Linked DNA regions of Zea mays: all the other regions are linked to region 2. A link is a contact called in public Hi-C data. All regions are on one chromosome and are shown on one strand. The core of a region is the stretch at or near the end of the contact, and the rest is flanking DNA. Distances in the headings are between cores, read along the strand shown. Region 1 holds the start of LOC541683 (terminal ear1). Region 2 holds the start of LOC100382465. Region 3 holds the start of LOC100191305. Region 4 holds the start of LOC100192942 (exo70 exocyst complex subunit family protein).

Region 1 (5,661 bases), core at 928-3,427, 270 kb before region 2:
CAGATGCGCGCATGCAACCAAAGAATCCATGGGGGGGCATCAAAACGAGAAGGATCTGGCATGGTCTTGCTTGCCGCTGCCAAATTTATTTCCATTTGGGCTAGTAACGCCATAGCCCATCTATGCCTGCTGCACTGTACTCTACCCACCCAAAGATAAGATACCTCGATCCTGAAGCTCACGCTTCCACAGCCAGCTCCTCGCCTCCCACCCCCCCGCCCACATTTCCCACTCCAACCATTATTCAAGGCAACAAATTCCCAGGAAAACAACCGAATTCAGGCTGGGAAGCTTGTGTGTGTTCTTGCATTGGGCACCATAAAATATAAGTCAATGCGAACAGCTAAATGCAATTATGTGAGAAGGAAGCCGAGCGCGCAACTCACTTGAAATCTATGGGGAGGTAGACGAAATCGTAGGCGGAGAAGGGCTGCTCCTCGCCGCTCGCCACGATCCACTCGTTGGATTGGATGCAGTGGTTGTCCAGCATGTTGAGCAGCAGCTTCTGGCTGCGACCCAAACGCCTCGGGCATCAGCTAGCAGAATCGCAATTCTGTGCGTCGCCCATGAAATATAGCATTGTTGCAACAAACGTGGAGATTGGCAGGGATACCTGTACTTGTTCGGTATGTTCCTGATCATGACGGTGGTCCTCGTATCCATCTCCGAAGCCGGCGTTGCTTGCGTGTCGGCGCCGCCGCCGGCCTCGGGCTCCTTGAACAGGAAGCGCGCCTCCCACCCGCTCTTTCGTCCTTTCCAGCTCCCGCCGCCGCTGCTCCCGACGCCTTTCTGGGTTTGCTTCCCGGACGCTGTCGGGGTCGACGAGGATGCCGCCGCCGCCGCCACCACGATCTTGCCGCCCTTGGTCTTGCGCTCATGGCTCGTTCCGGCATTGCCTCCCTTGGACGACTGGTCGCTGCCCGCGCTAGACTTACAGGAGCTCCTCCTCAGAAGCACCACTCCTTCCCTCGCCCTTACGGAACCGGACGACGACGAGGATGCCGGCGGCTGAGACGACGTCGGTTGGGACGGTCGCCACGTCGCTTGAAGCCTCGGCGGAGTCGGCGCGGTGGGCCGGTGCTGGTGGGGTGCGTACCCGCGCCTAGGACCGACAGGCACACGGCAAAAATTCAGCCGCCCACAGGGTGATGGGAAGGCTAGCTGACTGAAATTGCGTTGTTGTTTACCTGCGGGGCCCGGGGCCGGAAGGGCGCGTGAACTCGACGACGAGGCGGCGGCCGAAAAGCTCCTGGCCGTTGAGCTCGGCGAGCGCGCGCGCGGCGTCGCGCGTGTCGAAGAAGTCCACGAACTTGTGGCTGGGCCGCTGCGCCGACTCCCTCACATCCTTCAAGTCCCCTGCGAACACGAGGACGGGCCAATACAATTGCTGCGGGAAACACAAGAAACGAGCGTGGGAAAACGAAATGCCTGGTTGGTCGGCTCGGTCGGTGGCGCGTACCGAAGGCCTGGAAGACTTGGCGGAGGTCAGCGACCGAGACGCCGGGCAGGGGGCTCAGGACCACCAGGGAGCCGCGGTTGTCGCCGTCGTCGGCGCCGGTGGCGAAGTGGGCCCACACGGCGTGCCCGAGGACGAGGCCGCGGCCGTCGTCGTTGGGGTGGGGCCAGTCCCAGGCCTGGGGCGTCGGTGCAGGAGCCCACGCCGGGGCTACGGCGGCCGCCGCGTAGAGCTGCCCGAGGCGGCTCTGCTGGCGCATGTGCTGCTCGCGGACACAGGTCAAGGCGAGCTCGGCGGCGCGGATGTCGAAGAAATGGACGGTGGCCACGCCCTCGGACGCCACCGCGCACGCGTCGACCGAGCGGATCGCGCCGAATGGCGCCATCGCCTGCGCCACGTCGGCCTCCTGCGCGTGCGGCGGGACAAGGCCCAGCACCACGACGCGGCTCGACGGGCCATTGACCACCGGCGTCGTCGTTGGCAAGGTGTACCCCGGCTGCGGCGCCATGGCCATCGCCATCGGAGGCACTGGCTGTAACATGGCTATTTGCGGCGGCGGAGGCACCGGCATGGCTGGATATGGGTGGGGGCAGTATAGCTGTTGCGGAAGCGGCTGTAGAGGATAGGGGGCACAGACCGTAGGGTGGAACTCCTGAGCTGCGGCATCGAGAAGGTTACCCGTGGCTTCCGGGAACCCACCCATTCCACTCCCTCCCCCACCCTCCATGGCTAGAGCTCAGAACAAAAGAAACCGAGGAGTCCAAGGAAGACTGCCGTCTAAAGATCTAGAACTTTCTGGTGATTCTTGATCATGCCTTCGATCAAGAACCAGGCGAGAATTGTACTTGGGACCCCGTCTCAGTCTCACTCTCCCGTTCTCTCTCCTGCTTAGCCGTATACTCGGTGTGTGTGTGTGGAGTGAGAGCGGTGGTAGTACCGCACCACTGCTGCCAGAAACGAGAGAGAGGGGCCGGAGAGAGGAGAGAGATTGGGAGCTCTTTTTATGGTAATTGCCGCGGGAAAAGAAAACCGGTGGGGTTTTATTTGGAGCTCTACAGGGACAAAGGGGGAGAGAGACGCGAGGAGGGAGGGGGCGGTGGAGAAGAGTCGAGGAGGTGAAGGGCGGGCGGTACGGAGGGAAGAGGAGGAAGAGGAGAGACGAGAGTGGCCGTGTGCTGGATTGTTTTAGCTCGGATCCTCTGCAACGACAGCACTTGTTGCTCTTGCACGAGTCATGCCCCGTGCGTACATGACAGGCCCCACGTCTGCTTCTTTGCTGGGGAGATTTTTCCGGTAGATTTTGCGTGTTTGTTTTCGGAGTTAGATCTAGCTTTTCGAGATGCCGCCGGCTACAAATAAAGACCATATTCTTCAAATTACTGGGCGTTCGGTTACCGGACTAAAATATTCGAATATCAATTATAAAGATTAATGTTCTGTTTAGGAGTGCTTTATTTTAAGAATTACAACTTTAGATTTCTATCTTCACCATAAATCAATTTCAATACATTGGTAAGACAGGGTTCTGGTGAGCATCAAATAAAGGGTCGGACGGTTTGCGCGCGCAGAACCAGTTAGAATTCTGAGTTTCTTGCTATAGTTGTTGGCTAGATTCACAGAATTAGCTCGAAAAATATGTTTGTAACGGGTCCAGCCCCCCTCCTCTATAAATACAGAGGAATACGACCGATTAAACACCATCAATCGAATCAATACCAGTTTATCTCGTATTTATTTCTTGTATATTTAGGAGTAGTTCTAGTTTAGCCTTCCAATCCCCAAATTCTCCGCTTCTCTTCGACTCTATATCGATAGGAGTCTAGGTCGGCCTGCCAAGCCTAGACAACACCTAGGATCTCTCCTCCCCGACGGGGTCCCTCCCGGGAGCGAGATCCAGGCGCCACCGACGACCTTCGCTGCCCCTGCACACGTGCGGACCGTCCGGCCTATAGGCGCGGATCGTCCGACCGTCAAGCAGGAAACCCTAAGCCCTGCGCCAGGTCGCAGACCGTCCGGCCCCTGGCCGCGGACCGTCCGCGCCTGTGCAGTGAGCACCGCCGCCGGTTCTCACGCAGTGATTGGCACTCAGAAAAAGCGCCAACACACTTTTTGGTGACCCCGCTGGGGACGACACATATAGACCCATCAAATCGGCCCTCAATGGCCGATTCAAGGGATAGTTCTGAAGTCTCCCCCAGCAATATCATAGAGTCGACTTGGGAAACCTTGCCGGCTGACGAACAGCTCCAGTTCGAGGAGCACAAGGAGCAGCTGATCCAAGAGGCAAAGGCAAAGTTCCTGGCCAACTTCAAGGTGGACAGGAATAACAAGGTCGTTCGACAACTGGCGACGGATCTGACTTCACTTCGACCTACCACGACTACCCCGAGGTAAGCAACACAAACGAGCTATAATCTCTTAAAAATTATGTAGATGAACAGCGAGAACAAATGCAAAATATCATAGGGGGTATGCAAAATGATTATAGGAGGCTAGTACGTGCGTTTGATAAATCTACTGTTGCAAATTTTCCTTCGCGCGAGGATGAATTTGGGGAAAACACGTGTAATTCATCGGCTACAGGTTGTCACGACCAGTTATAACCCCTTTATGGGATGTCGATAGACACATGCCCTGGGCAACCGCAACCTCCTCCACACATCGGTGATAAATTCGTCGATCTACGCATGTCCGGACCATCCGCACATGAGCACGGACCGTCCGGGCCAACGGCGACCGGTCCCATTTTTAATGAATTACCAAGACATGCATGAAAGGGAAATAGGGTAAAACCTTTTCCTAAATGATTTTGGTGGTTGAATTGCCCAACACAAATAATTGGACTAACTAGTTTGCTCTAGATTATAAGTTCTACAGGTGCCAAAGGTTCAAACACAAACTAATAAAAAGTCCAAGATAGGGTTCAAAAAGAAAGGAGCAAAAGAAACCGAAGGTTGCCCTGGTCTGGCGCACCGGACTATCCGGTGCACCACCGGACAGTGTCCGGTGCACCAGGGAGATCAACTCTGAACTGCTCAGCTTCAGGTTTTTGGAGAGCCACTCTGCTATAATTCACTGGACTGTCCGGTGTAGCACCGGACTCTCTAGTGTGCCATGCGGAGCAACGGCTACTGCGCCAACGGTCGTCTGCAAAAGTGAACAGTGAACGTGGACAATGCGCGGACAGCGCGCGCAGAGTCAGAGCAGCGCCAGAAGGCGCACCGGACAGTGAACAGTGACTGTCTGGTGCACCACCGGACTGTCTGGTGGTCCCAGCTGTCAGAGCTCCAACGGTCGAAACCGTCAGAACCCTAACGGTTGGGTGACGTGGCTGGCGCACCAGACAGTGTCCGGTGGCGCACCGGACTGTCCGGTGCGCCCATCGACAGACAGCCTCCCCAACGGCCATTTTGGTGGTTGGGGCTATAAATACCCCCAACCACCACCACTTCAAGGCATCCAAGTTTTCAGCCATTGCATTCAATACAAGAGCTCTAGACTTCACTCCAAGACACAAACAAGAGATCAAATCCTCTCCCAAGTCCACAATCACTCCAAACATTTAGTAACTAGTGAGAGAGAGATATTTGTGTTCATTTGAGTTCTTGTCGCTTGGATCGCTTTTCTTCTTCCTCCATTCTTGTTCTCAAGCAACTTGTAATAAACTCAAGAGACACCAAGTTGTGGTGGTCCTTGTAAGGGGTCTAAGTGACCCGTTGATTAAGGAGAAAAGCTCACTCGGTCTAGGTGACCGTTTGAGAGAGGGAAAGGGTTGAAAGAGACCCGGTCTTTGTGACCACCTCAACGGGGAGTAGGTTTGCAAGAACCGAACCTCGGTAAAACAAATCACCGTGTCATCCGCTCTATTTGCTTGTGATTGTTTTCGCCTCTCTTTCGGATTCGACTTTATTTCTGTCGGGGACCATAATTAGGGGTACCCTCAAGACGCCTAATTCTCAGCTGGTAACCCCCATCAGCATAAAGCTGCAGAGGCCTGATGGGTGCGATTAAGTCAGGGATCAGTCCATACGAGTGACTCGATCACGCTTCACCCGAGCCTAGCCTCGGACTCGGGCAGCCGACCTCGAGGGACTTCCGTCTCACCCGAGGCCCCCCTTTTAACGGCGGACACATCTCCGGCTCGCCCGAGGCCTTGGCTTCGCTAAGAAGCAACCCTGACTAAATCGCCGCACCGACTGACCCAG
Region 2 (5,683 bases), core at 614-3,113:
TTCAATGGCCGTATCATATTTTTCACAAAACTCTCCTAATTTTTGTTGATCGACCCACTGTCCTCACAAATCACAAGTGCGTCGTCCGCCCTCCTAAATACGGGGCATGCTTACCTTGCCAATAACTGAAACAACCTAGACCGTGTTTGTTTCAGATTATAATCTCTCCAGATTATATAATCCAGCGTAAATAATACAGTAGGTAAACAAACACCTAAATTATATGTTCAGATTATATAATCTAAACCCCAGATTATGATAATATCATAATCTCTTCAAGAGTAGCTTATTTAAGATTATTTTGGCAAAAAGGCCACTACCCATGGTTATGTTAATAGAAATTACAATATATACCATCCTTTTTTCTCACCTCAAATAAACAAATAAAGGTATTGTTGTCTTTGTGAATAATCTACATTTGTATAATCTAAACTACCAAACAACTACATATAAATTATAATATATCTAGATTATAATCTAAATTGTATAATTTAAATTATAATTCAGATTATATAATCTATAAGCTGAAACAAACATGCTCTTAATCTCGTTAGCCTTTCCAACCACCCAAGCATGCCGGTGCTTCCCAACGACAACTCTTTGCATCACCAACTTCCACAACCACAACAGTGTAAACCGTAGACCCATGCCCTCTGCTGCTTTGTAAAGCTGAGACCGTCTTCCTGCTGCCGCTCTCACACGCCAAATACAACGACTACAGTACACACGATATAGGCTCAACTTTTCACTCTAGCAGGCGCCCTACGCGGAGGTTCTCCCTAGCAAGCTTCTCTCTCCCCCTCCAAACACTGTTCACGTGAACCCACTTCTAATTATTAGTAGATGAAAAATTGATAGGAGGTAAAAAGTAGGTATAGAAAATAATATTTTATGGTTGTAGTAGGGTATAGAGGAAAGATTTAGAGGGAACCGCTGTACAGAGTGGAGATATAGGGAGAGAGAACGCTGACGTGGTACGTGAGTGGGATATAGAGGGAGAAATTTAGGGGTAATCACTGAAGATAGTCTGAGTGCAGCAATTCATGGAACACCTCATCGCCAACCGCTAGGTCTGCACTGGTGACAGTGCCACACTGCCAACCTGACCCCCCAACGCTGCTGCTGCTGCTGGAGCTGCTCCAGCCGACTCAACGGTGACTGATACCGAGACATTACTGGCAGTAGAGGTGGCAGGGAAGAGCTGGAGCTGGGCCGAAATCGATCGCTCAAGGCGACGAGAGAGGGAGGCATCAAAGCCACCGGGAACCTACCAGAGGAAGACCGCGTGGAGGCCGCATGGGAAGGAGGGCGGAGTGGAGCCGAGGCGGTGGGCGAGTGCCGTAATTGCGTCCGAAGGGATCAGCGAATGATGGATCTCGGTAGATTTAAGCAGGAAGGGCAGTCCTTAAAAGAGACATACATAGATGCGAGCGAGTTATACGGAGATGAGTAACAAGCACTAGCCATGGCTCCAAGTGGAGGTCGTGGGGTAGTACCGAGGAGAAAGGAGAGGAGGACGGAGGCGGTGAGGATGAGGCGCTTCACGCCGGGCTTCGTCGTGCGCAACGGCGGCTTGCTGCTACCGGTAGAGGCAGGAGTAGAGGTACACTGGTCTCCGGAGATATGAGGATGTGGAGGAGGAACCGTTGGGGCCTCGTCGCCGGCGATCTCCGCCATCGCTCGAGTGACCGGAGGTCCGCCCGAGGACGGAGTGGGACGGCCCCGCGAAGCGAGCAGCAGCGATGTCGCATTGTGGGCCGGGACTGTTGCAAGGCTGAATACAGATATCAATGATTTCTTTTAAGGCCCAATAAAAGAGCCCGTAGATCTGATGGAGTCGGAAAGGCCCAAAGGCAACCAGGAGCCGGCCCATACAGCGTAGGGATTACGTTCGGCAGCCTATCGTGCATGTACATGTAGCGAGCAGCTGACGCTGCAGCAGCAACACCAACATGTTCTATCTGTATCTGTGGTCACACACAACACAACGACACAAACTTGGCCTTCTCGCTGCCGACTTGACGTGGGCATGTTTGGTTCCTTACCTCAATTGCCACACTTTGCCTAACTTTTTTGTCTAAGGTTAGTTATTCAATTTGGATGACTAACCTTAGGCAAAGTGTGGCACATTTAGCCACAAACCAAACATGTCTATAGTAACATAGGAAAGGTCATGCCATCGGCGGCGGACACCAGAAACAGATACGCGCGCGCAATCCCGTTGGCTCCTCCGTGAGAACTCAGGCACTGGCACAGAGCGGAAATGTGGCTGCCGACCTGCCGCGCGCGAGCGGGCGCAGTGGCTTGCCCCCGCCGGCCCGCCCGTTCGGATAAGCCGCGCGGCGTGGCGACTGACCGACTGGGATGAGAGAGATGGCAACTCCCGGGCGCGCGAGAATTCCACCTGATTCCGCTCGGTTTCGGCACATGCGCCGTGGATCGGCACGACTGAACGAGCCATGCCGGCGGCGCCCCGAGGTGCATCGAGAGTTTGAGTGGGTCTGACGGCATTCAATCCGGCACACCCTTTACGGCACGAGTTCAGGGGAGACTGGTCCCCCCCCCCCCCCCCCCCCCCCCCCCCCCCCCCCCCCCCGGAGCCGGCCGGGTGGATAAACACGAGTTAGATTTCGTGTCCCTGTCTGTGGCCCGGGGCCTGGGCCTGCTCTGCTTCATCAGAGCCTCAGGGCGCGTAAACCACACGGTATCTTGAATGGGTGATCGGTTACTCGGTGGTAAGTCGAATAGATACGATCCACAGACGTTGACTTGTTACCGCCAAGGCCGAGCCATCCATGGTCGTCTCAGGGGTCTGACTACTGACACGCCGGTTGCGTGCTCGTGGGAACTGTAAAGCGGCACCGGGAAAAGGAGTCGGGGCACGGTAGAAACAGCAGCCTTTGCTTCGCGACTGACGAGTGAGAACTACGACTGAACCTTTTTTTTGTTTGTACTCAGCGTCGCCAGAGATTCATAGTGCACAGACCGCTGGCTCCGGCTCGATCACTTTTTAAAAAGTTCAGGTACGCGGTTGACAACTTGCAAAAGAATAAAAAAGCAAAGCTTTTTGCTCAGACTTTGCAGTTCAGCGCAGGCTGGCGGTCGCTACACGTCTGGTAACCGTAGGACCTCGATGCTTTTCTTGGCATAGGTCACCTGCGACTTGAAGGGCACATGTACTGTTTGCTTGTTAACCCTCCCAGTCACAGACAGGTTGTTGTCGGACATTGATCTGCGCCCTACGGGTCATCATAGTAGAGTAATCACGGATTCACGGCCTTAAAGCTGTCTCCCACATCCCATTCACATCCTCTATCCTATCCTTTATTTTAAATTTCCCTCTACGAACAGTGTCACACGGTTCCCATTTTACTCAGAGCATCTCCAACAACGTGACCTATAAAAATGTCCTATAATTTGAAAATAAGTATATTTTATAAAATTTAGGGCACCAACAAAACACTTCGCTCCAACAGTAAAGCCCCAAATCTAGATTATAGGGCAGCCCACTACGGTGTAGTATATTTGAGTCACTTGAGAGGGTGCCCTATAGTTTTTTGATAAAAATTTATGAAATAGGGCACTGTTGGAGTAGTTTTTCCTGTATAGAGCCACATATTTCAATTTAAGGCACTAGTTTGAGGCATTGTTGGAGATGCTCTCAATGCACGGTCGAACCAGTGCAACTGCCTCGTAAACCAAACTTAGCAACAGATCAGCACTTGAAAGCGACGACTTGTTTCTCCGTGCTATCAGCTGTCGTCCTATCACATAAATTTGCTTTTGCAAATTGCAATGTCGATCCTCCAAGTGCAGAAAAGAAAAAGAAAAATCCCTTTAGCACAGATCGCGTCCTTTTCTTTTCCCCGATAATAATAGTACCAACCGGTCCTCTGATTCTGCGAGGATTTTGTTAAGTAGTGGTTTGCTGGTGGGTAGGGGCAGCTTTGTCTAGAGCAGGTTTCTGTCCACTCCAGCCTCTGCGGTTTCAGCGCAAGCTGGCAGTTTTCTACGTGTTCGGTAGCCGTAAACCTGCTGCCGCTCGGGCTTGTCAATCGCGACATAAAACAGCATGTGTACGCAAGTAGTACGTCGGAACTGAAATCCGAGCAACCGCACTATCGTTTCTTGATCCATCAGTACTCCATGCCAAGCTGATGGAGAGAAAGAAAAAACGGCGGGGATACTGGTACGTACGTACGTACTAGAAAAGGGGGCTGCATTCCGTGGAAAAAAGACAAGGGATTTACAGCAGCATCTATTGAATTCCGAACTGTTTTGCTGATCTCAGGAAGAAAAAAAAAGAGAGAATATATACAGAGCAAGGAACCAAAGAACTACTGGCTCACGCACACTGGCACTGGGATGACATTACGTACCCGTTCACAGTAATTTACGCCATGTATCCATCATCTTTATATCCTATCGTTTGCGACTGTCTTGATTCGATTGGCCGAATTCAAGCCCTGAGATGGAACTCAGCAGGCTCTGAACAAACGCGGTTAGACTGGACTGAAACCCTTCGCTCACGCAGGCAAATTGGAGAACGACGACGACGAGACGGGAGAAAAATGGCAAGAAATATTCCCCGGGGGTTTCTCTCTACACTTGGATGAAGGAGTGACAGGGCACGCCCATGAGCTGCGCCAAGGTGGTTGACCTGAGCTTCCTCTCCTTGACGGCCGGGTCCTCCAGGAGCAGCACCTTGTCCTTGTCCTGGACCCCCACCATGTGCAGGTGCTCGCAGTCGTCCCTCTCCTTGCCCCTGTACAGCAGCCTCTGCTCCCTGGGCCACAGCCCGGTCGCCAGCGACAGCATCACCTTCAGGTCGCCTGCATTGGGTTGTTGGATCATCATCATCAGACGCAGCTTAGCGAACAGAGGGATATGGTCGCAGAGGGAGCAGCAGCAGGGACAATGGAGAGCATGCAGATTGCAGGCAGCACGCAACGCAACGCAATGCAGTACAGTACAGAAGGACGACGGCGGACGTACCGAAGGTTGCGGTGGCGTCGATGGAGACGTCGTGCCACTGCCACCCGGTGGTGGAGACTCTCACCAGGATGTACTCCACGGCCGCCGCCGCGTCGTCCTCCGTCGAGCGCCGCTTCTGCACCAGCATCCCGCCGGGCCGCACCTCCCACTCGATCCTCTCGTGCTCGGCGACCATGGCGCAGATGTCCGCGCCGCCGCCGCCGATGATGGTGGTGCTCCTGGACCGGCTCCTGAACAGCCTCCTGGGGCTCGGAATCTTCACCATCTCCGCTGCTCTCTGCTCCTAGTCAGTATCTGCCTCGGTCGATCACTGGCTGGTCGCTGCCGGTGTGCCGGGACTGGCAGCAGGGCCTGGGATTTTAAAGAGGGGGGAGAAGAAGCGGGCGACGAGGACAAAACGGGAGGGAGGTAGTCGCGAGTCGCGACGCGACAGGGGCGAGACGTCCACCGTGCGGAAATGATTGGCGATTAACCTGTGTTTGTTTAACACCCGCGAGAACAAGACCCTGTTCCCCCTCCTCATTGGTTTAAACTTTAAAAGCGGATTAGAGGGGCGACGTGTCTGTTACGGAGCCGGACGGCACCCGTTGCTGACGCGGCGAGAGCGCTGAAAAGCGCCTAGAGGCTGGTGGTTTTCTCTTTGAGACTTTTTGCGCGCGGGCACAGTGGCACACAGAGACACGGTAGC
Region 3 (5,727 bases), core at 3,179-5,678, 470 kb before region 2:
AAACCCTTGCTGGGAGAGCAGAATGCATGGTGCTGTTTAAGTGATCCCGTGTTATATTTACTCATGTAGTCATGGCATACATGTCAAGTATGCTGGTTGCTTTTCTGCTGTCCGGCGTCATGTTCTAAATTAATATATGTAGTGATATTTCTGCTCCGTTGATTCTTAGCTTGTGCAGCAGTATCTTTCTTTCGCACGGGCTTTCCGTTGATTCAGAGGAGCTCTCATAATCATATAGTGCCATAGACAGTTTGCTTGTGCACTTGCTGCTGCCTGCTGGCCTTTTTATCATGATGTTTCCAACTTGTGCCACTAAAATCCATTAAAGTCGATCAAATATCAAGAACAAGTTGGACCACGAAACCATGATTGGAACCAAAAAAAAACAGAGGCAGTCGTCCATTCTGCGTCGTGTCGTTTTGGATTGATCATTTTTGTCAGGGTACCATAATACTGAAAGGTATCATAAGACTAAAATACTTCTCATATTTCCCTATTATTATATAATGATACATGCGCACTTTTTACATAGACTTCCGGCTGACCAACTCCCACCTCGATAAAAGAGCTATACCAACGTAGGGTGACAAAGTAGGCATGTACATGTACATATCTCAAAAGAGATCTGACATCTCAAAACAGACCCAAAAAAAAACTGCTCGCTTCATTCTCTCTCACTAATCTAACTTTGACCCCTAAGCATCCCAGGCTGCTCCTCAGCACTGGGTGGTGGTGGTGCTCATCTGCTTCCTGTTGGCCAGAGAAGAGAAGACCCTGGCAGTCTTCACCTTCTTCACCAGAAGCCCCCATTTGTCGCCATCATCGCCGCCCTTGGCAGCCGCCTTATCCTGCTCCTGCTGCTTAAACCTCCTGCACGGCACAAGCACAACAATGTGAGGCGCGAGGTCACGCAATGGACCATGGATGGCTGCAACGAAGCAAGCGGCGGCGCGGCGCTTACATGCAGAGCGGGGTGTTGCAGCGGTCGGTACGGTCGCAGAGCGCGGAGTGGAGGCGGAGCAGCTGCCACATGCGCTGGCACCGCGCGCAGCTCTTGCGGTGGCACTGGGAGAAGTGGCGGATGAGCAGCTGCAGGCCCCGGCACGTGGCGTAGCGCGCGCACGGCGCCGGCGCCGGCGCCCGCCCCGCCGGGCCGACCTCCGTGCATCCCTCCGTGCAGATGTGGTCCAGGCAGTCCATGGCCTCGCTCAGCTCCATGTACACGCGCTGCTCCGCGCGCTTCCGCCGCCACTTGCGCCGCCGCTGCATGTCCAGGAAGGAACCGAGCGCGCATCGGGTCAGTGCTTTAGCTAAGAGGCTGGGTCGGTCGTCGGTACACAAAAAAAAACGTGCATCGTGGAACTGTTGTTTCCAACAAACGTTATTATTGGTGAAACGTTCTCCGCTGGACTTTTGAAGCCCTACGAAGAATGTTTGTAGATGGAACTGATGGAGTAGCCGCCAAGATTTCTGCTAACTTTGGTCAAACCAAGGCACAAATTACTTGGTCTCACGATTTGTCTACCCCCAGCCAGATGAAAACGTGTAAAATCAAAACAGAGTCGGAAAGGTAAGAGGTCGGAGAGATGCGAACATTCGCCCGACCATTCGGCGTGGACGGGCCGGCCCAAACAGACGCACCAACCACATAGAAAAGAACACTGGCGTCATGTCGTTCGTACGCCGTACGCGCACGAACGCGACACGGAGGTCCGACCATGTCCACCGTTTCCTGGAACAAAAGCTTGACGGTAAAGAAAGCATGCTCCCCAGTGCCCACCCCACCCCGCCGGCGTGCGCCATCATGCATGCATGCATGATAATTTCTTCGCACTCGCACTTCCATTCGGTGCGGTGCGTGCAAGCATGTGTCAGTCAGATTTACATCGACCGACCGTGGTCCGGTCCGGTCCGGTCCGGTAGCAATCCATGGAAGAAGAAAAAAAAGCGTGCGTACCATGTCGGCCTCGTGCAGGCGCTGCAGGACGTGGAGCTCCTGCCAGGGGTCGTTCTCCTGCAGGAAGCGCCAGGCCTCGGTGCGCTCCACGGCCGCGAACTCCTTGGCCAGCAGCCTGGCGCAGCGCAGGTGCAGGCGCGGCGCGTCGCAGAGGCCGGCCAGCTGCAGCACGTCCACCACCGAGTCCGCGGTGAGGCGCGCGCCGATGGCGCCCTCGCACGCCCGCTTCAGCCACGGCACCTGGTACGCGTGCGCCAGCACCAGCACCTGCACCGCGTGCTCCTCCATGTCGTCATCCTCATCCTCGCCGCACCTGCCCAGACGGGTTTTTGCTGTCGTGTTAAGCACATGATCGTTCGTCATCATCCAAAATCTAACAAATTGTTAAGCACGGACAGCGTTGCAGACACTGTTTAGTTAGAACCTGACAAGTTCCTGTGAGCCACAAGAACATGCGCTAGTGTGGTGGACGAATCGTATGCCGTACTAGTTGTATAGCACTTCGACCTGGTAGTCAGGTAGTAGTGTACTAGTGTGGTAGAAGAACCTTCGACGGGTTCCACAAGAAAGAACATTTGCCCAGGGCGCGAGGCTGCGATCGCTCGGGCGGTCGTTTTCTCGGAATCCGCATGTAGCCACGTCGGCCGAAGAATTTTCCAATCCACGGTAAGCAACACCACAATGAATGATAGCAGCCGTGGGCGAGAGTGGTCCGCCGGTGCGTTGCGTCCCGGCGCCGGCCGTCCCCGCGACAGCGACGGCTCGGCCCGGCCCAGTCGTGCGCTACGCGATGACGCGCACGTCGGCTGAGAGCGCGGGGTCGTGCAGGTCCAACCGGGCAGGTGCCACCCACACAACCCACAGTGCCACACCCACACCAACCAGGCAGCCTAGCGGCGGGGAAATAATAATAATAATAATAACTTAAAAAGGTTGTAACGCTTTTTTTACCTCGCTTTAGCTTTATCTTTTTTTTTTGCCCTCCGTCGCCGTCCTATTCGCCGCTGGGAAAGCCACGAGATTTTTTGGCGTCCGCTACGGGGGTTTGGGCACTTGGCAGACCGGCGCGGGGTGTGTGTGTGGCTCTGGTTGTAAGAGGGGTTCGGCGGGCGACGTGGCTGCGACCTGCCGCCGCGCCAACCCGGGACGTGACAGTCTGACAGATGATGGTGAGGCAGCCAGTTGGCCAACCCAAACCAACGAGAGCCCCATTTGATTTGCGACCTGACCCGGCTCGGTGATTGGATGGTGCGGCAAAAAAAAAATATCACGGGATTGGCTCGTTGAGCCGACAAGCGCTAGATAGTGTCCGGAACCGCTGTTCAAATGCATTTCGATCCGTAGTTTATAGTAGATATAGTGTCCGGGGAATGCTTAATTTGGGTGCAAGGTTTTCCTACTACGGGGGAGCTCGATCGGTTTGGTTGGATTTGGTACCTACTCAAAGTTTTAAAATCGATTGTTGAAGCTAGCGCGTGGTCATGGACTTGCTTCTTGCCATTCCTAGAACGTTGGACACCTCGAATTTCAGGTTTATACTGTGTGTATATACTGTTAAAGAAGGAAACGTACAGATGGACTCGAGATAAATAAAGAATAAAAAAGTACTAGAATACTTTTTTTCAATATAAAAACGCTTCTGGATGATGTCTAAGAATAAAGGTTGATCTTCCGGGCAGTTAACGTGTGGGTGGAGCACACACGCGCGCCATGTTTCCCCTCCTCGTGCGTTTAGAATAACGCAGGATTAGTCCTTGCTAATAATCGTGTGCCGCACTGGCTTGTCCAGCCCCAGGCCGGGGACCAGGCGGCCGCAGCCTCGCGAGGAACTAACATGTGCGAAAACAAGACTAGCAACAAGGAGGCCGCCATGGCTGAGCGCGCGCGACCGGGGAATTGAAAGGGAGACAGACAGGCACGCACGGTGCCCACGGGCGTTACCTGCCGGCGTAGAGGAGGCGGACGAAGGCCGCGGCGGCGTCGTCGGTGACGCCGCGGATCCGGACGACGGACCGCCCGGGCTTGCCGCTCTCCCTGTCCTTCCGCAGGCGACGCTCCAGGATGCTGCCGAGCACCGGCGACGCCGAGGCCTAGCGCGCGCGGAAACAGAGACGGACACAGCTCCCGTCAGACGACTGCTAGACGACCCGGACGGGACGGCCGAACGGAGCAATGCGCCAAGGAGGGGGGGAAAAAGGGATCGGACGCTTACCAGGACAGAGGAATGCGCGGGGATCCTCCGGCGCCCGCCCGTCGTGACGACGTCGACGTCGGCGGCGGCCGGGTCGCCGGCGCCGGCGCGGTTGCCGAGCCGCGGTGCCTCGCACATCTCGTTGTCTGGCGAGAGGTGGTGGAATGGAAGGGAACGAGCCGGGGGCGTGGGGGGATAAAAAAAATATCTGCGGAAAAGGTCCGGGGCGCGGCGGGGGCGGGAGACGTCGCAGTTGCTTGCGTTGCGTGCTCTTGTCTGGGTAGCCAGGCCAATTGCCGCAGCCCTGCAGGCGTTTGAACGCTTTTATAGAGAGAGGGGGCCAGGGGGGAGGGAGGGAAAAGCCGGCTCAGGCCTGGGCGGCCCGGACAACGGGAGATGTGGCCGTCCCACGTTTCCAGACTTGCAGCCTAGTCCCGCAGGCAGGGGGGAATGCGATTATCAGAAACGACCTCCGCCAGTTGCCACCTCCTCGTCGGGTTCGGGTTGCTCGTCACTTCCTTGTTACCACCCCGCTGTTAAAAACGACCGGCACGGTGGATCACAAACGAACGTGTTTGCCTAGGAACGTTTCAGCACCTGCGTAGTTGTGTCGCTGGAATGCACTTTTTATCGCTGTACAGAAACTTCCTTTTCTTTTCGAATGAAGCGGTAGTCTTTTTGTTAGGGGGTAAAAAAAAGTTATACTGACACGGGAACCAAGTTTGCTATGCCCGATATCGAAAATTTTCAATTAATGGAGGGGGCGGGGTCACGGGCAAGAAGACCGTCTGAAGTCTGATGGACCCGGCCAGGACCACCCGCCGCGAGGAGAAGCGAGGTCGAGGGGTCGCGAGCACAAGGAGTCAAGGAGGCGGCAGCCGGCAGAGGGCAACACGGCCTTTGGAACGAGGAAGCGCCACATGTGGCTTCCCCACGGCCGACGTGGCGCGTCCGTGGCCCCCATGCAGAGGCCTGATCGGTTCGCCGGCATGGGCCAGGCAGGCCGAAAAAAAGCACAGCCAGGTAACAGCTCAGCCTCAGCCGCTACGAGCGGCGGGCCTACGCTCTACTCGCAGTAGGATTAAGCCGTCCGACGTGGCGGCGATTAGTTTACCTCCCACCGGACCGGGTGTGGGAGCGCAAGTGGATGATGCTGTGCCTTCTGCTTCTGCCGGGGTTTGGCTGAGCCACATGCATGCATGTCGGACGTGGCGACTGGGCTGCTGCAACCTGCAACCAGCAGCGAGTCTCTCTTATCTCTTCTTTATTATTACTGCTACACTGACCTTGGAGCGGTTGTCTGTTTGCGTCACTTGCAAATGCAAATGTCAGTGGACACAAAGCGAGCTAGCAGTCAAAAAAAAAAACAATAGCTCGGTCGAGGGGGCCGGCGGATCGATGGGCATGCACTTGTGATTATATTAGCGCGCACTTTTTTGCCTTTTGGTTCTTCACGTGTCCCAGGAGGCAAAAGATCGAACATGTCATCATCGTCGGTCGCAAAAGCGCCGCGGAATATTACTATCTTGGTCTTGGTTAGGCAAATAGCATCACCCGTTTCCTTGTATAGCGCTAATAC
Region 4 (5,039 bases), core at 2,108-4,607, 390 kb after region 2:
AGGAGCTGGATACCCCACAGAACCACCTTTCTTCCATGGGAGATGGCCATTGTTCTCTGGTTCCAGAAGCAGGACCATGTACCGAAAACAACAAAGAGAAGGCTGATGCACTAGAAACGGGAGCATCGTATTTCTGTGACTCCTCGTTTCATGATATAGACATCAACGCGTTGCCCGCTAAGGAGCCGCCGTCGTTTGGAGAGGATAGCCCTTCTCCTCGAGCTGGCGCTGAAATGCATCCTAATGAATGTGGATTAAGCAGCTGTAGTCAGGATAGAGGCAATAGTTCCCTCCTTATCATCAACAAGCAAGCTGCACATAAAGAATGTCAGTACTATTTTCCAAACCTTTGTTTCTGAATTTACACGTACACTTTTTTTTTGGTTCCCCTCTGTGTTTGCATGGGTTTTTAGAGTCACCACAAAGATTCAGCGTTTGTTGCAGCAGATTCTTTCATGACGACGAAGCAGGATAAACCACAAGGTGGACAATGTAGCATGCAGGATGGGGTAGGACGACAGCATCCTACTGAAATCACGTCGAGAAATGCAAAGCCTCGTGAATCTCCTGAACTCACGCGGAATCCTCTGGGAACTGGTATTGCAGTGTTCATCATGATTTATGACTCTCCGAGAATTTAGAGCCTTGAATGAACTGGATGGATGTTAGTTTCGCACCTGTACCTGCCGCACAGCACTCAGTTCACGCGTTTCAGCACAACTTGCAGGAACTGGCTCTGAATCCACCCACAGCGGAACCTCTGAATCTGGTGGTCTTCTCGCGCTCACAGAAAACATCACCAAATTCTGCATCGCTGTGCCTGCACCAGGGCAAACATGGCTTGTGAGTAACCCTGACTGATCTGAGCTCACCGTTATGGACCATAGTTCTGAAAGATTTTTCTTTGTACAGGAGATTCCCGGCCGACTGCCGGTCATTCCAAGAACGAAGAAACATGGGAGGAAGGTTGTGATGCTCAAGGACCCACGCATGAGACTCTGGCCTGTGCTCTACCAATGCACCCCGAGGTTCAACGGCATCATCACTGGCTGGGTTGACGTCTGCAGGGAGAACAGAATCAAGGAAGGTGACACCTGCGAGTTCGAACTCAGCGGTAACTCTGAACTCTCATTCCAACTCCAAGTGCGCGTGCCCAATACGCACCCAGAATGTTGACCTTATCTATCGTATCTTAGGCTTCTGTGTCCCATCTTTTTCCTTCAATCCCGAAATAAGAATGTATGTAGACTTCTGTTAACAAGGAAATGTCGATGCTTTCTGGCACATTTTCATGTCCAGATTGTCCCCTTTTCTTTTTTTTATTACAATGGAATATTCAGATTATCCGTGCATGCTAAAAAAAGAAGTCTGACTGCTACCACTGCTGCTATCAATGAAGAAATGGAACTTTTTTTTGTAGTGTTACAGAAGTCAAGCGTTCTCAGTTTGGCAAAGTTGAAAGCTAGATTTTGATGCCATCCGTGGATTCCCCTTCGAACAACTCCGATAGCAACTCGACCAGATCATCTGCCGTGTACCTGGCAGATTTCCCAAGCTTGGGTTGCTTCTGCAGGAACGCGCAGTAAGCAGGGACCACCATCTCCGACACGGCGTTCCGCAGCACCGCTCGGAGCACGGGGTCCGGGACCTCGCGGCACATCTCGCTGTCGCGCGATCTGTTAAACGCCGCGTTGAACTCCGCCAGAACTTTCGCCGACTTGCCTCTGCCACACGCGGTCGTGTCCAGGAGAGCGACGACGGGGCCCCACGACGACGCGGCGTAGCTCGCTACGTGCTGCTCGACCCGGCTCCGGCGCCGCGCCGCCCACGCGTCCCCGAGCAGGGAAGCCACGCCGTCGTTGTCCGCGACGCGGCTCAGCACGAAGCTGATGTTGTTCGCCAGGAAGAGGTGCCGCGAGCCCCCTGCGTCCGCGCAGGCGACAGCGAATCTCCTCTGGAGGTTGCGTTCCAGGCCCGCGATCAGGTCCGAGACGACGCCGGCGAGGGAGCCGCGCTCGTCGGCGCCCGCGAGGATCAGATCGAGCGTGGTGCGGTGCCTCGCCAGCAGCTCGACGCAGGTCATGGCGTCGCGTGTCAGCGGGTGGACGCCACCTGCGGCGCTCGGCGTGTGCGGGAACAGTGAGTCGCCTTGGATCTTGGCTATGGCGCCGCTGACCATGATCCTCACCGCGCCGGCCAGTTTCGTGAGGATACCTTGTGTCCGCTCCGAGATGGCCTCCTTGCGCGCGCCGCTGAGGAGGAGCAGGAGGCTGGGAGCGGCGTCGGTGAGAGCCTCGTACATGCCGAGCATGTACACGAGCTTCTCGTGCGACGTGATGCTGGTGAATCCGTTGGCGAAGTCGAGCAGGATCAGGATGCGGTTCTCCGCGATGGCCAGCAAGTATTCGTCCCTGAAACCGTCGAAGGCGCCTGGGTTCTGCGCGTACAGCTGCCTCCGCATGGCGACCATGGCCTTCCCTATGATCTCCGTCACCGTCGTCCACCGCTTGATCACGGCCTCAGTCGTCTGCTGCGAGCATTCGACCCGAAGAATTGACAAGAAACTGCACCGTGATCGTCGTCACTCAGTCACATCCGAGCATGGAAATCCATTCACCAGCAGGAAGCCAGAGAAACCAGAAGCGTCGAAGTTACCTGTCTAGCACATCGCAGGGAGCGTTGGCGAACGCCCGGAAGAGTACCTCGGTGCATCCGGCACGAACGACCCGAAGCGCGATCTCGTGAAGGACGGACACGCCTGCGGGGCAGATGAGATCGAGGTCGTCCCAGACCTCGGTGTCCAAGAGGGCCGCGACCTCGTGAGGCACGCTCGAGCTCGCCCTCGACCGGCTCCCGTCGGACGCGTCGACCACCCCGCCGGTGCCCGCCGAGCTGTTCCTTTCGCGGGCGCTGGGGAAGATCAGCCGTGATTGGTTAGTGGAGGCGAGCGAGAGCCTGTGGACGGCGCCGCGCAGCAGGGAGGCGTTCCAGACCCTGACGCGCAGGAACTCCTCCACCATGCGCGACGCGGCGGCGCCGACGGCGCTGTCCAGGCGGCGGCGCGCGGAGGCGGCCTCCGGGAGCGGGAAAGGGTTCTCCGCCGCCAGGAGGAGCACCTCGTCGACCGCCGCCAGGAGGCCTCTGTTGGTGTAGCTCGCCCCGGCGTCCCAGATGCCCGAGTCGGCGCCGGGTGAGCGAGTCCACTGGAGCAGGGCGTGCTCCGCGAGGGCGAGCCGCTCCTCCGCCTGCGTCTTCGGCGCGACGGCGACACCGAAAGCTGGCTTCCCAACGGCGGCCCCCATGCTTGATTGCGAGTGCGAGGACCCGAGTCCGCTGCGCGTTGCGGCGTTGCCGTGTGTGATTCAATATCCGAGAAGGAGATACTGGAGAGGTTAACTAGCATTACTGAGTTTTCAGGTCGCCTAGTGCAGACGGACGGAGGTAGACACCAAAAAGTAGGTAACAACACCGAACTTGACTCTCCCTGCCCCCGGTGTCAACTCCGCATGTGCTGTTTAGTTCGGATGAGATCTCTTGGCGCGGATAATGGTTACAAGTTATAATTATATTGAATAGTAGTATCTAGTATATTTGAATGAATTTAACCAAATAAAAGTATTATTATCTGTTACCCTATATAATCTATTTACGTTATGTTTTGGGTGAGCCAAACACCACCTTATTTTTTTTTAAAGATCGCCTCGCGTCCCGGCTCATCCCCGCCGTGTTCAGGCTGATTGGATTTGAAGATCCCCCGCCGTGTTCAGGCTGATTGGATTTGAAGTCGAGGTTGTCGGCTTTGCCCTAATTAACCAGACGCATGACAAACGCAGACAATCTGCTCCAATCCACCTCAATACATACAGATTTAGATCAATACTAGAACATACAAATTAGGTCAGATTAGTTAACCGTTCGTTCAACTCAGCCCCACCCAGGGAGGCGTTCTCAACTCACGACTTATAATTCTAGTTCCTAACTATTGTCACGTCAAATATATAAATATCAATTATGAGTATTAAATTTAGACTTAGAGACGGTTTGAATGTGTTAGAGCTAATTACTAAATTAGCTAGAGACATCCAAATAGATAAGTTAATTAAATTTAGACTTAGAGGCTGTTTGAATGTGTTAGAGCTAGTAGTTAGAGCGTCTCCAAGATACTCTTTATTTTTTTACTCTCTATTTAACTCTCTATTTGAGTTTGGCGAGGCATGAGTTAGTCATAACATTCATCTAAAAGGAAGTGTTAATAAACCCTATGAGAGGTTGTATGGAACAATGCCAAATGTATCTATGAGGAGCTCTAATTTTCTATATAATAGATATGTATCCTCTCATCATGAATAATAACAGTAAGAAAAAAGATCATCCACTGTCGTTTCATATCTCTCGTGTTTACACCATTTTGGAAAAGAAATGGAGAATTGTTTCGTTCTCCCGCACATTTAAATAGTAAAAAAAGCTAAAGCTATGCACATACGAGAATTCAAACCATGGTTCTTAGCTTCAAACTCACACTAGACAGTTGCTCGTGCTTTGCTACGGTTTTTATATATCATATAAATATGTATTGGGATACTTATTCAAATATAATTATTGTTTATTTCTAAACATTAAGGTACGTGCGGTATGGTGGTTAGCCTTAAATTTTTGGAGCAAGGGGCGTGGATTCGAGTGCTCGATTTGCATTATTTTTACGCGATGTGGTAGGGTCGGGTGCTGGGCAGATGCAGAAGCTGGTTGCGTGGCTGCTGGAGGTCCACAGGGCAGTAGCTGAAAGAGCGCCGCGTGAACGCTCGGCATGGGACCCATAGGACACGACGCCGAGACGGACGCGTAGGGCGGATCCGGAGTGTCAGTACGGAGAGTGAAGTCGTGGTAGCTGCAGGTGCCCATATTAGGTTCTTAGTAGAGTATAATATAAATTTATATCTACCTAGCCAACAGAACACACGTAGTTTTATGCTTTATACTCTATACACACAAGCACATTTGTAGTTTTTGTCCATGCCCACCCTCCCCGCCCCCTCAGCGTG

What was found. A called contact is a pair of places that touch in the nucleus more often than the background predicts.
Region 1: a Hi-C map of tassel shows a contact between it and region 2, with 4 times the contacts expected there. The contact joins the promoter of LOC541683 here to the promoter of LOC100382465 in region 2. A contact is called at or near these places in 2 of 25 Hi-C or Micro-C datasets (ear and tassel).
Region 3: a contact with region 2 is called in a Hi-C map of leaf mesophyll, with 2.3 times the contacts expected there. The contact joins the promoter of LOC100191305 here to the promoter of LOC100382465 in region 2. A contact is called at or near these places in 5 of 25 Hi-C or Micro-C datasets (bundle sheath, ear, endosperm and 2 more).
Region 4: a contact with region 2 is called in a Hi-C map of endosperm, with 4 times the contacts expected there. The contact joins the promoter of LOC100192942 here to the promoter of LOC100382465 in region 2. A contact is called at or near these places in 7 of 25 Hi-C or Micro-C datasets (bundle sheath, ear, endosperm and 3 more).

What each region holds. Positions count from the first base shown.
Region 1 is chr3:169,869,696-169,875,356 of Zm-B73-REFERENCE-NAM-5.0, forward strand. LOC541683 (terminal ear1) reads right to left here and starts at 2,178. Exons shown (of 6, transcript NM_001111433.1): 1 at 1,460-2,178; 2 at 1,188-1,356; 3 at 614-1,102; 4 at 387-509. The coding sequence starts at 2,159.
Region 2 is chr3:170,135,516-170,141,198 of Zm-B73-REFERENCE-NAM-5.0, forward strand. LOC100382465 reads right to left here and starts at 1,864. Exons shown (of 1, transcript NM_001175205.1): 1 at 553-1,864. The coding sequence starts at 1,677. The coding sequence ends at 1,360. It overlaps LOC100281281 (BCL-2 binding anthanogene-1), which reads right to left and starts at 5,326. Exons shown (of 2, transcript NM_001159457.2): 1 at 4,996-5,326; 2 at 4,328-4,832. The coding sequence starts at 5,260. The coding sequence ends at 4,603.
Region 3 is chr3:169,659,115-169,664,841 of Zm-B73-REFERENCE-NAM-5.0, forward strand. It overlaps LOC100191305, which reads right to left and starts at 4,429. Exons shown (of 5, transcript NM_001136739.1): 1 at 4,170-4,429; 2 at 3,899-4,047; 3 at 1,958-2,270; 4 at 962-1,263; 5 at 468-870. The coding sequence starts at 4,286. The coding sequence ends at 717. It overlaps LOC100284671, which reads left to right. Exons shown (of 5, transcript NM_001365697.1): 5 at 1-42.
Region 4 is chr3:170,524,002-170,529,040 of Zm-B73-REFERENCE-NAM-5.0, forward strand. LOC100192942 (exo70 exocyst complex subunit family protein) reads right to left here and starts at 3,358. Exons shown (of 2, transcript NM_001138123.1): 1 at 2,656-3,358; 2 at 1,257-2,564. The coding sequence starts at 3,302. The coding sequence ends at 1,463. It overlaps LOC103650873 (B3 domain-containing protein Os01g0905400), which reads left to right. Exons shown (of 5, transcript XM_008676464.3): 2 at 1-327; 3 at 445-597; 4 at 728-843; 5 at 913-1,344. The coding sequence ends at 1,176.